2 separate regions of the Mus musculus genome follow, and region 1 is linked to region 2. The links are chromatin contacts, called in public Hi-C maps. All regions are on one chromosome and are shown on one strand. The core of a region is the stretch at or near the end of the contact, and the rest is flanking DNA. Distances in the headings are between cores, read along the strand shown. Region 1 overlaps Runx1t1 (RUNX1 translocation partner 1). Region 2 holds the start of Runx1t1 (RUNX1 translocation partner 1).

Evidence for each region. Hi-C and Micro-C count contacts between places; a contact is called where the count stands out from the background.
Region 1: a Hi-C map of cerebellar granule neurons shows a contact between it and region 2, with 2.7 times the contacts expected there. The contact joins the enhancer-like site here to the promoter of Runx1t1 in region 2. A contact is called at or near these places in 15 of 484 Hi-C or Micro-C datasets (the 3T3-L1 cell line, the HPC-7 cell line, brain and 7 more), 1 of 115 datasets of contacts at active chromatin or transcription factors (craniofacial prominence) and 2 of 9 other capture datasets (adipose tissue and pancreatic islet).

Annotation. Positions count from the first base shown.
Region 1 is chr4:13,852,708-13,857,975 of GRCm38.p6, forward strand. The region is part of intron 5 of Runx1t1 (RUNX1 translocation partner 1); the gene reads left to right. Among named protein-coding and RNA genes, the nearest start is that of Runx1t1, 71 kb to the left of the region's middle. Within about 2 kb of position 1,709, at least 5 of the 459 cell types and tissues checked have an H3K27ac peak or open chromatin away from gene starts, as enhancers often do. A contact at or near this core is called in cerebellar granule neurons and embryonic fibroblasts, where this site is marked.
Region 2 is chr4:13,781,688-13,786,509 of GRCm38.p6, forward strand. It overlaps Runx1t1 (RUNX1 translocation partner 1), which reads left to right and starts at 3,095. Exons shown (of 11, transcript NM_009822.3): 1 at 3,095-3,454. The coding sequence starts at 3,448.

The sequences.
Region 1 (5,268 bases), core at 459-2,958, 70 kb after region 2:
GAATAATGGTACCTAACTATAGTTTCATCACTCAGCTAAGACAAGAGGATCTCAAGTTTCAGGCCTGCCTGGACGTCACAGTAGCACAGTGTTCCACATTAAGCTTGGTGTATAGCTTAGTTGCAGATGATAGAGCATTTTGCCCATGTGAGCAATTCCCCAGTTCAATCTCCATCAAACACAGACATACCAGTGCACCCATGGGGATGTTCATGCATGCATGCATGTGTGTGTGCGCGCACACACACACACACACACAATTTAATTTTACCCATAATATCAGGGAGTAACCTTCTGTTAAGATCAAGGCTGCAGCAAATGGGAACAACTATAGAGAACCACAGCCAGACAATACACAGAGAGTAAGAGACTATGGAGCACTCAGTTCTAAATGGGATGACTCTATCAAATCCCCTGCCCTCCCCTTCCCCCAGTCTCAATGCTCAGGGAACCCAGGGAAGAGTATGTAGAACATGTGTAAGAACCAGAGAGGATGGAGGACACCAGGAGAACGTGGTGCTGTGAATCAACTGGGCAAAGCTCTTTAGCTCAAAGAGACAGAATGGGTGTCAGCAAGCACGGAGCCTGCAAGGGCCTTCACCACATCCTTTGCATGTATGTCATAGTTTTCAGTTTGGTATTTTTACAGGATTCCTCAGTGTGTGAGTAAGTGGGTCTCTGATTCTTGTGCCTCCTTTAGGGTTCTTTTCCTTCTGTTGGGTTTGCCTTGTCCAATTTTCAGTGTGATTGGTGTGTGTGTGTGTGTGTGTGTGTGTGTGTGTGTGTGTGTGTTTTGTTTTTGTTTTTAATCTTTCTATATTTTATTTTGTTAGGCTTTGTTATTATCTCTGTTATTTTCTTTTTAATTTAATTTTAATTTTTTTACCTATTCACTTTACATCCCACTCACTGCCCCTGGTTACCCCCTTCCACAATCCTTCCCCACCCCCCCTCTTCTAAGTGCGCCCCCGCCCCCAATCCCTGCTATCCAGTATCCTGGCAATTCAAGTCTCTGGAGCTTGGGGACTCTTATGAAAGAATAAGAGGAAGGATTGAAGCCCCCTAAGGGTTTAATGATTCCACAGGAAGAACAACAGAGGCAACTCACCTGGACCTTTGGGGCTCTCAGAGGCTGAACCACCATCCAAAGAGCATACATGGACTGGACCTAGGCCTCCCCACACATAAGTAGCAGATGTGCAAGTTGGTCTTCCTATGGGTCCCAAACACCTGGAATGGGGGCTCTTAAAGCTCTTGCCTGTAAGTGAGATTATATTCTTTTTCTAGCTGGGCTGCCTTGTCTGGCCTCAGTGGGAGAGGAAGCACCTAGCCTTACAACTACTTGAAGAGCCTATTCTTTTGTAATGAAAGACAGGGGGAGGGAGAGAATAGGACACCTGGAGGATTAGAGGGAGGGGAAACTGTAATCACGATATATTGCATGAGAAAAGAATCTACTTTAATGAAAGAGAAAAGAGAGACCAAGTCTCATCTTTGAATTTCCATTAAAGAGTAACCCAGGAACCAAATGTGGAGATTGGCTGCAGGACCAGGAGAAACTGGTGGGCTCTGACTAGAATACGCTGATGACAAGTTGGAACATGAAGACAGTAAGAGAAAACATGGACTATTTCTGTAGTGGCAGAGATTAGACGATGCACAGGGGACAGCCAGTGACACTCTAACTGTTGAACAGATGGTCAGGGTTAGGAGGCATATGAAGGAAGAATTCCTTCCTCCCAGTTGGGGGGAAGGATGCTCAGGTGGCTCTCTGAACCTGTATGTTATAATCCTTGAAGGGCCAGGCGTCTTTCGTGTGTCTGGAGTAGCAGACAACCACCTGCCTCTCATATCTTTCTGAAGACAGTTGTGCATGTTGCCAGAATGTGTCTCTCTTGGGTAGTTGTAGCAATAGAGAGATTAAAGGTGTTTTTCTCCATCTGGCCCAGTAGTGACAGTCCTGTGGCATTCCAATATCTGTTTCTCTGTCCCTCACTGTCCACACATTCCTTTTCCTGAAGACTGGTAGGAAAACACAGAAGTCACCTCAGACTTTCATGGAGAATTAGCTTTTTTTTTTTTTTTTTTTTTTTTTTTTAAGCAGACAGCAAGATTTAGAATTTGTTTGTTTGTTTCAGATACACATCAAGAAAAAATTATGATGTAAAATTCTTATTTAAAGTCATCCATTTCTGAATAGTTTATGAAAGGACTTCTTGTACAATTATGTTTGAAAATGATGCTTTTCCCCCTTTGAATCAAGGTTCAGTCATGCCATGAGAGCTCAACAAACAGTACATTTCAGAAGAGGGAACACATGTGTGATGTTGGTTCTAACGTTCTTAGTCTTTTCTTTAATAGAAACTTTTTCTCCTAAAGTTGATATGTACATACCTGAAGTTTAAGAAGAAAATAATTTAAGTCTTTGTGCTTGACAGAAGGGATTTCAGATCAATGTCTCCTTCCTGCCCATCTTTTGCTCAGGGCCACAGTCCAGCATTGAATATGGTTGTGGAGACTAACAGCAAGCAAGTTGAGAGAACATCTTTGTGCTCAGATGCTGGCTTAGTGGGATAGTGGAAAGACACGATGAAGCAAAGTGCTCTGAATAAGAGAGGATGGACCACCAACAAAATTTAGTTCTGCAGAAGACGACATTCTGGAGACAGCATAGGAGATGGTGAAAGGAGCAAGAGACGGAGAGAGGGCAGACTGAGTCCACCCTGTTTGAAATGCCTGTTGGGCTCAAGTGAATGAGCATTTAAGGCATTTTCTGAAGTTAAGAATCCATTTTTGATGGGACCAAGATTAGAATTTTAGCTGCATCATTTTTTGTTTGTTTATTTGTTTGTTTTTGAGACAGGGTCTTTCTCTGTAGTCTAAGTTGGTTTTGAACTGGCAGTCTTCCTATGTCAGCTTCCAAGGATTATAGACGTATACTACCACACCAGGGCGAGTCTTCCCCATTCTAAGGTTTCTTAGACAATGAAGTATTGCCTATCCCCAGAAACATTTTATAGGAGATTTTCTCAATATAAAAGATACATCTAGAAAAAAAGAAGAGCTCAGACCCACTCACATCATTCAGGAGGTTGGTCTTGGCTCTCTTGGTCACCTCCTTCTCTTTCTTGATGGCTTATTCTATTTGTTTTCCATCTTTTTGAATGATGTAGTTTGTTGTATTTTACAGAGTGATTATCAGTGCACACTGTCATAGGTTGATACAAATTTCTTGTAGAACTTTAAGAAATATTTATTTTATTATTGTTTTTTAATTATGTGTATGGGTCTGTCACGGGCCATGTGCCAGAGACATCAGATCTGCTGCTATATGTAATTGCAAACCGTAATTGCCAGTCATCAAAACTTGCATCTTCTGCAAGAACAGTCTATGCTCTTAATCACCAGGCTGTCTCTCTAGTTTCTCATGTAGACTTTAATTTTTTTCCCCTGTGTTGATTGATAATCTTTATGACTAAGAAACTAGAAACAAAATCGCCTCAGTGTGGTAAAGAGTGTATTTAGCTTTTTGAGTTGTTCCTCTAATATTTTTATGTGACTTTCCCACCTTAATGAGCAGGTACCTGAGGCTAGAGGTAAGGAACCCAAGGCCAAGCTGCATCTCCGCTGGGCTTAGGTTAGACCTTGTGAGTGGTTTGGACCAAGTGTTGAATGACGAGCGTCCGTTCAGATGATAGCTTCTGGTTGGGGACATAGCATCCAGAGGTAGACTTTAAACATTAAAAACCATCTTCCACATAGCCCTGCGACATGCTGTGGTGACTTCTCTGTAGATTTGTCTGATTTCATGGGGAAGGCTGTTTGGGGACAGTGACAGGGTATTTAATTTTGCCTAATACACTTTGAAAAGGGCAACAAATAAAAATGCAAATATGGAATTTACCTAAGCAAATGAGGTATAGATGGCTACAGGCATTTCTAAGACACAGAGACAAATGGCAGTTAAGTTGTTTTAGTTCCTACTCTGGACACATGTCCCGTGGATAGGGTGGGACTTAGAGCTAGAGAGCTCGGCTTCTTAGCTTCTTAGGTCTATTCCAGTGGTCTGATGTGAACTATACCCCTAAGGAGGGGTGCTGTCACCAAGCCTCAGAGTGAGAGGACTCAGTGTAGAAAGCAGGGACCTTTAAGAGAGAGGACAAACTCAAGACCTAGCTGTGCCCGTGTTGCAGAAGTTGGGAATGGGCCACTGAAGTAACAGCTCATCTAAGACTGGAGATAGGTAATAAATCTATCCATTTGAGAACTGGGTGGATTCTTTCACTGTTACATGTTGCTGTTGATGTCATTGAAATAAGGTAAAATGAAAGAAAAGCCATAAGCTATCCTGCTGTGACACAAATGAGTCAAAGATGTGTTGATGTATAGAAATGCTGGTGCTACTTAAAGATTTTTAAAGTATATTTTTATTTCTACACACACACACACTATAAATAATTCATTCTTGAAAACAAAGAGTAGAAAACTCCATGAGATGCTTGGTTTCACACTTAAACTTGGCCAAAAAGCCATCATCCCTGGATTCTTTAATCTTTATAGTAATGCCATTGGCATTAGACTATTATAACAGCATAATATTAGAATACGATTAATACTGATAATAATAATATTAGTATCATAACAGAAGCATTGGATTGTTGGGTTTTCAAACCAGAAGGGACCTCAGCTGTCATCTAGTCCAGTGGTTTTCAAACTTGATCTTTAGCAGCAGATTATTTCTTTCTTTAAAAAATGAAATCTTAGGTAGAACCTCATTTTGTAAAACAGGTAAGAATAATCAGTGGGTTTCGCTGGCCCTTTAAATCCTGATTTGTCAGGGCAAACAGTTCTTCATTGCCTACAGAATCCCGTATGCACGTCAGGTGTCAAAGTTTGAAAACCACTGATCTAGTCCAACCCTTTCATTTTACAGATGAGCAAACAGAGGTCCAAAGAGGTTAAGTGACTTGCCCAAGGTCAAACAGCTAGTCGTGGAAGAGCCAGGACTAGCTCTCAGGTCTCTTGACTTCCAGTCCCGTGCTCTTTCCACTACACCACACTGCCAGTAAGGTAGGTGCTGGGTTAGCATTATGTTCATAGCTCATCATAGTCTTCACTGCTTTCCGACTGATGTATGCTGGTAATATGTACTGAGTGTCAAACTGTATTATTAAAAAAATGTATAGGTTATGAAAGTACACATTAGAATCATGTAGACAGGCTCATAATAAATCAATATCTAAAATGTTTCTTTCCACTTTAAAAATT
Region 2 (4,822 bases), core at 1,845-4,344:
TCTCCTGTATTGAATAGCTGGTGGCAGGCCAGAGCAGATGGGGTAGGCGAGTATTTGGTTGGGTGTATTGCTTTCAATCAGGATCAATGAGGTTCCAGATCCTTTGAATGAACTCACTTAGTCCCCACGGCGTGCAGCCCTTGCAGACTATCACACAACAGCCAGCAAGAGGTTGCAGAGGGAGATGGGGACGAAACCCTGGAAAAGCTTTTGCTCAAACTCTCTCTCCTCCAGGGTGGAGATCTCTCATTTGCTGCAGATAGTGTCACTGGATGGCTGGTCTCTGTGGCTGAGTCAGATATGAACAAAGGAGAGATGTGTGTAGTGTGGTGCTGTTCTACTGTGGAATTGGCACAGAACTGCTGTGCTTTGATGAAGAAGAACCCAGAGTTATCGCCCCAAACCTACTGATTTTTTTTAATGCGTCTAACATTTCATTATTGGCTAAATTCGTTGATTTGCAAAGTAATGATTTAGACAAATGTCTTTCTAAAACTGCCCTTTAAAAAGTAGACTTTCCACTAAGTTAAAAGTCAGGTATTGCTGCACCTTTTTAGAAAAAGCACTTCAGTGGTCATTAAAGTGTTCTGGGTTGTTCTGAATGTATTTTAATTTTATAAAGTCTGTATTGATGGGGACACAGGGCAGGGCTCTGTACTGGAGCAAACTTTCCTAGTACACACTCCGTTTCTCGTTGTTTGCCTATGTAACTGCATTAATCATGCTATTGATTGTCTATTTTTATTATACAGTTTGGATGTTAGAGATCTTGGCTCTTTGTACTCATTTTATTAAAGGGAAAGTTATTTCTGCCTAAGTAACTGTATCTATACATGTCCAGGTTTCCCAGTTCAGGGAGAGATGCCAAATGGGGCTGCAGCTTTGCCTGTCTCTAGGTGAAAGCAAGGGACAGACTCCTTGAGAAAACGCTGAACCAGCCTCAGATGCATGCTCAGCCAGGCCCTTTTTGCAATCAGACTTGAAGGTGAGAATCTCCGGGGATCCAGGTTTTGTTGACGTGGATCAATTTAAAGTGGCAATTACTGTAGTCAGATAACAGCTTAAAAAGCCTTTTTACACATAGAAAAGATACATAATCACACAGCATATGGAAGTTCAATTTTCTGAGCTGTAGTTTCAGGCCTTGGAGTGTACCGATATTAAGACCCAGTTTTGAAACCAGATATCATCCAGTTTTCTTGACGTGTATTGCATTTTGTCATATGACTTTCTATTTTAGAAGTGATTCACCGTGCATATTGATGAAAGGTTGGGTGCCCCACTGTGAAAATGTTTTCTTTCTTCCATAGGTATAGTATTAAAGAAAAAAAAAATTGGTGTGTAGCATTGAATGGCTTTTCAAAACTACTCCTTAAAAAAATGGAAGTCTTCAGATTTAGGATTCTGGATTCCATAAAGGCCCTTATGCCAGCACTTAATTGGTGATCACACTCATGCATGCTATAACAATTTCTGTCACAAGAATGTTTGAGCTTGCTGCTTAACAGAACTGAAATCCATTACACAGAACCTCATTACAAGTGACACCCAACTAAGATGAACAAAAAGATTGCCCTCATAAATAGAGTGTAGTATACTATTCTTGACAGAACAGAGTAATCACTATGAATTGTCGTCTTTTTACAAGTTGTCTCTGACAGAGATGGATTTTTGAGGGGTTCACTGGCTGAAGCAGCCCTTCTCAGGTTCAGCGTTCAGGGGCTGTAGAAGTTCTTACTGATCGATGCTGTTTATCAAAGATGATATATTTTTCGTTTGTGCAAGGTGTGTGTTGTGTGCATGTGCTCTGAAGCCCTCTCAGGCGAAGGGACAGGGAGGCAGTGGGTAGAGGTCAAAATCACTGCCTGTTTTCAGATGGGGTCTGTTAGTAGTTCTTGAAGGCAGCAAGGAGGGGAGAAAAATCAACCTGATGAAAGCTTATGGAAAATGTCGAATAAGCAAAGGACACATGGACCACTGCCAGAATAGCAAGAGTTAAAGGGGCCGGTCCCTCTTCATGGTCACTGAGCTGGCTGGCTGGTCAGTCCTGAGTAGAATTGTTTAGTAGAATTGTGTGTGTCTAGTGGATTGGCTGTACACTGGAAAGGTAGAGAGCCCAAGGGCTTGACCACCATGTGAGCCCTGTTGTTAAAACAAACAATCAAACACAGACCCAGAGAAGAGTTCCCAAGTGTTAAATTGTGAAGAAGAGTTTTAGAAGAGAATAATGTTTTCCTTCTGCCTGGCATCTTTGTGTGTTTAGAAACAGGCGGGCAAGGCAGGCAGGCAGGCAGGCTTGTGTTTCTCCTATGAGGCAAGGATGTTTTACAAAGGACTGAAGACACACTGCTGGGAAGGAAATAGGCAGCTTTAGATAAAGCACTGTAACAAAGGCTCCCAGTTTTATATATCATGGTGTCCATTAAAGCTTAATAGGGAAGAGTCCATTGAACCAGGCTGGGTATGTGTTATTCACAGTCAGGAGAAACATTTAAGGGTGTCTCCCCCCCCAGCCCCCCTTGCACCCCCCCCCCCAGCACCCCTTCCCAAAAAGGCATGATTGTTTAGCTTTTGAAAAGGCATTACAATGAAGAGTTTGTTTTTGTCTCCTGTGGATCTCTATGTAAAGTAGAGGAAAGTAAGCTGAAAGTGTTTGGAGCAAATCAACCTGGGAGCCCAGTGGATTGAAAGCACTGTAGTGAACTAAAAACGGTTAGATTCTGCCTCAGAAAAAAAGTGTTCTGTTTGACCCACGCTACTGGGAAGCTGGAAGTGTTCTGCTCATACTTTGTGCTGGGCGATGAACTGGCACAGCCCGGTCTTACAAGAGGTTTTTAGGTTGTTTGGGGTTTCCAGATCAATAAAAAAAGCTTTGTGGTCTGTGCCCTTGTTTGTTTTAAACCAAACTTCCCAGTAATGCCTGTTAAAATTAGAAGATGAAGGACAGCTTTCAGTGTGAGTTGGGGTCAGGTCAACATTGCCATCTTTTGGCAAAATAAGGGTTAACTTGGAGCTGGGAAGGGGTGGTGATAGTGAATGAATTATTCAGCATTTAGCTTATCTTTCTGCATTTCACTTTCTGCTTTTTGGTGCTCTGGAACTGGGGCAGGAGGAAGAGTGGAGAAAGGGAGACAGGAGTTGTGATACTTTGTACACACGTCCCTGTCATTGTTCTGCCTGAAGAGACAGGGCTGGGTTCAAGGCCACATGTGTTCCTGTCATCCTGCACATTTCTGCTCCAAGTGCAATCCGGAGTGTCAGCTCTCCATCTGTCTCTGCCTGGCAGGCGCACGCGCCCAGCACCCTGCCTCGGGCCATGCCGCCCCAGCCCCTCTGATGGCCCTCCTCTCCACCGCCCCGCACATTCCAGAACAGGAGGCATGAGCCCGCATCGCGCTCCCTCTTAACACAGAGTTGCTTTCAGTGTGTTACACGCTGGATTCCGGGATGCCTGGTGAGTGAGTCCTCTTTTCTTGCAAGGAAGGAAGCTTTACTTTCTGTAACGCGTGGAAAATGCCGACTGCACCACGACTGCTGTACTGGATGAGGGCAGGGAGAGGCTGTGGGGTGATAGAGGTGTGATTGGGAGGTGACACAAAGAAAGCTGGATTTAGGGGTGTAGGATATGGGGAGATACTCCTTTGAAACTGAGGGGAAGGAAGCCGTGGATGTTTGCCTGAGCAGTTTACACAGGGGATTAGCTCCACTGAGAAGTGTTTTCTGTTCTGGGTCTCTGGACTATCATCTGTACTTCTTTGCTGGTTATTTGCCTGTGGAGAGAGTTTTTAGATTATGGTAGAATTCTTGGAGAACGTCTTTGAAGAGCTGTTTATGTCAAAGAAAATGAAGGCAGCTTTGGCACTAGAAGGAATTTCTCGCTCTAAATCATAGTCCTTAGATGTTATCATGTAAGTAATTGAAATCGGGTCATTTAGAAGAAGTATGCTGAATTAGTGACATTCCTGTGTCCCTGGAAATTTAGTGTATGACAATTCTCCAGAAAAATATTATCTTTGGAAACTGAAGTGTTTCTGTGATTGCTGCCAGGGAAAACTGTGTTTGTGAAGCCTGCTGCAGGAGAAGGGCTGTCTCTGCTGCTCTCCAGAACTCTCTAAATTGTCCTGTGCCGAATGCAGAGCAGATAAAGGCAGGGCACACAGAGATCCTCCAGCTGGCTGGCGCATGCAGATTATTTGGGTAGGGCAGGCAGAAGAGGCCGTGCTTGGTCAGAGTTTGCACACCTCCCAGATGGTGTTTTGAAACATTATCTGCCAGCTTTCTGAAACCACAGTTGTGTGTAGGTATCGCCAGTTGTTTGAAGAGTGTTTTCCCTTTAGGATACGTCTTGGAGTCTGCTCTCCTCGTTATTGATATGTGTGCAGAAAGGACAAGTTTGCCCAGGATTGCACTTCCGTTGCTGTTGTTCAGGGGACTAGCAATGCATAGAAGCTGAAATATGGGGAAATTCAATTACCAAAAAAGATAATAACTGAGGTCTTAGAAAGGTCATTTTAACTCTTTAAGCTCTCAGCTTGATTTATATGCAATATGTAACTGAGGAAGAAATGTGCCCTTATTATATAATATAGAACTGGTGAAGAAGTGCTTGTATTTTATTTGTTTGTTTGTTGTTGTTGTTGTTGTTGTTGTTGTTTTACAAGGCCATTGGAGCACAGTTTCATGGAAATTTATAAAAATTCATAGGTTCTTTGTTTTTATGCTCTTAATAGATGAGTATTACATGGTCTGGCAGCACCCACCAGAGTCTGTGATATTTTGGTAAAATAGAACCAAATCTGCTTGTCAGTGACAAAGGGGGAGG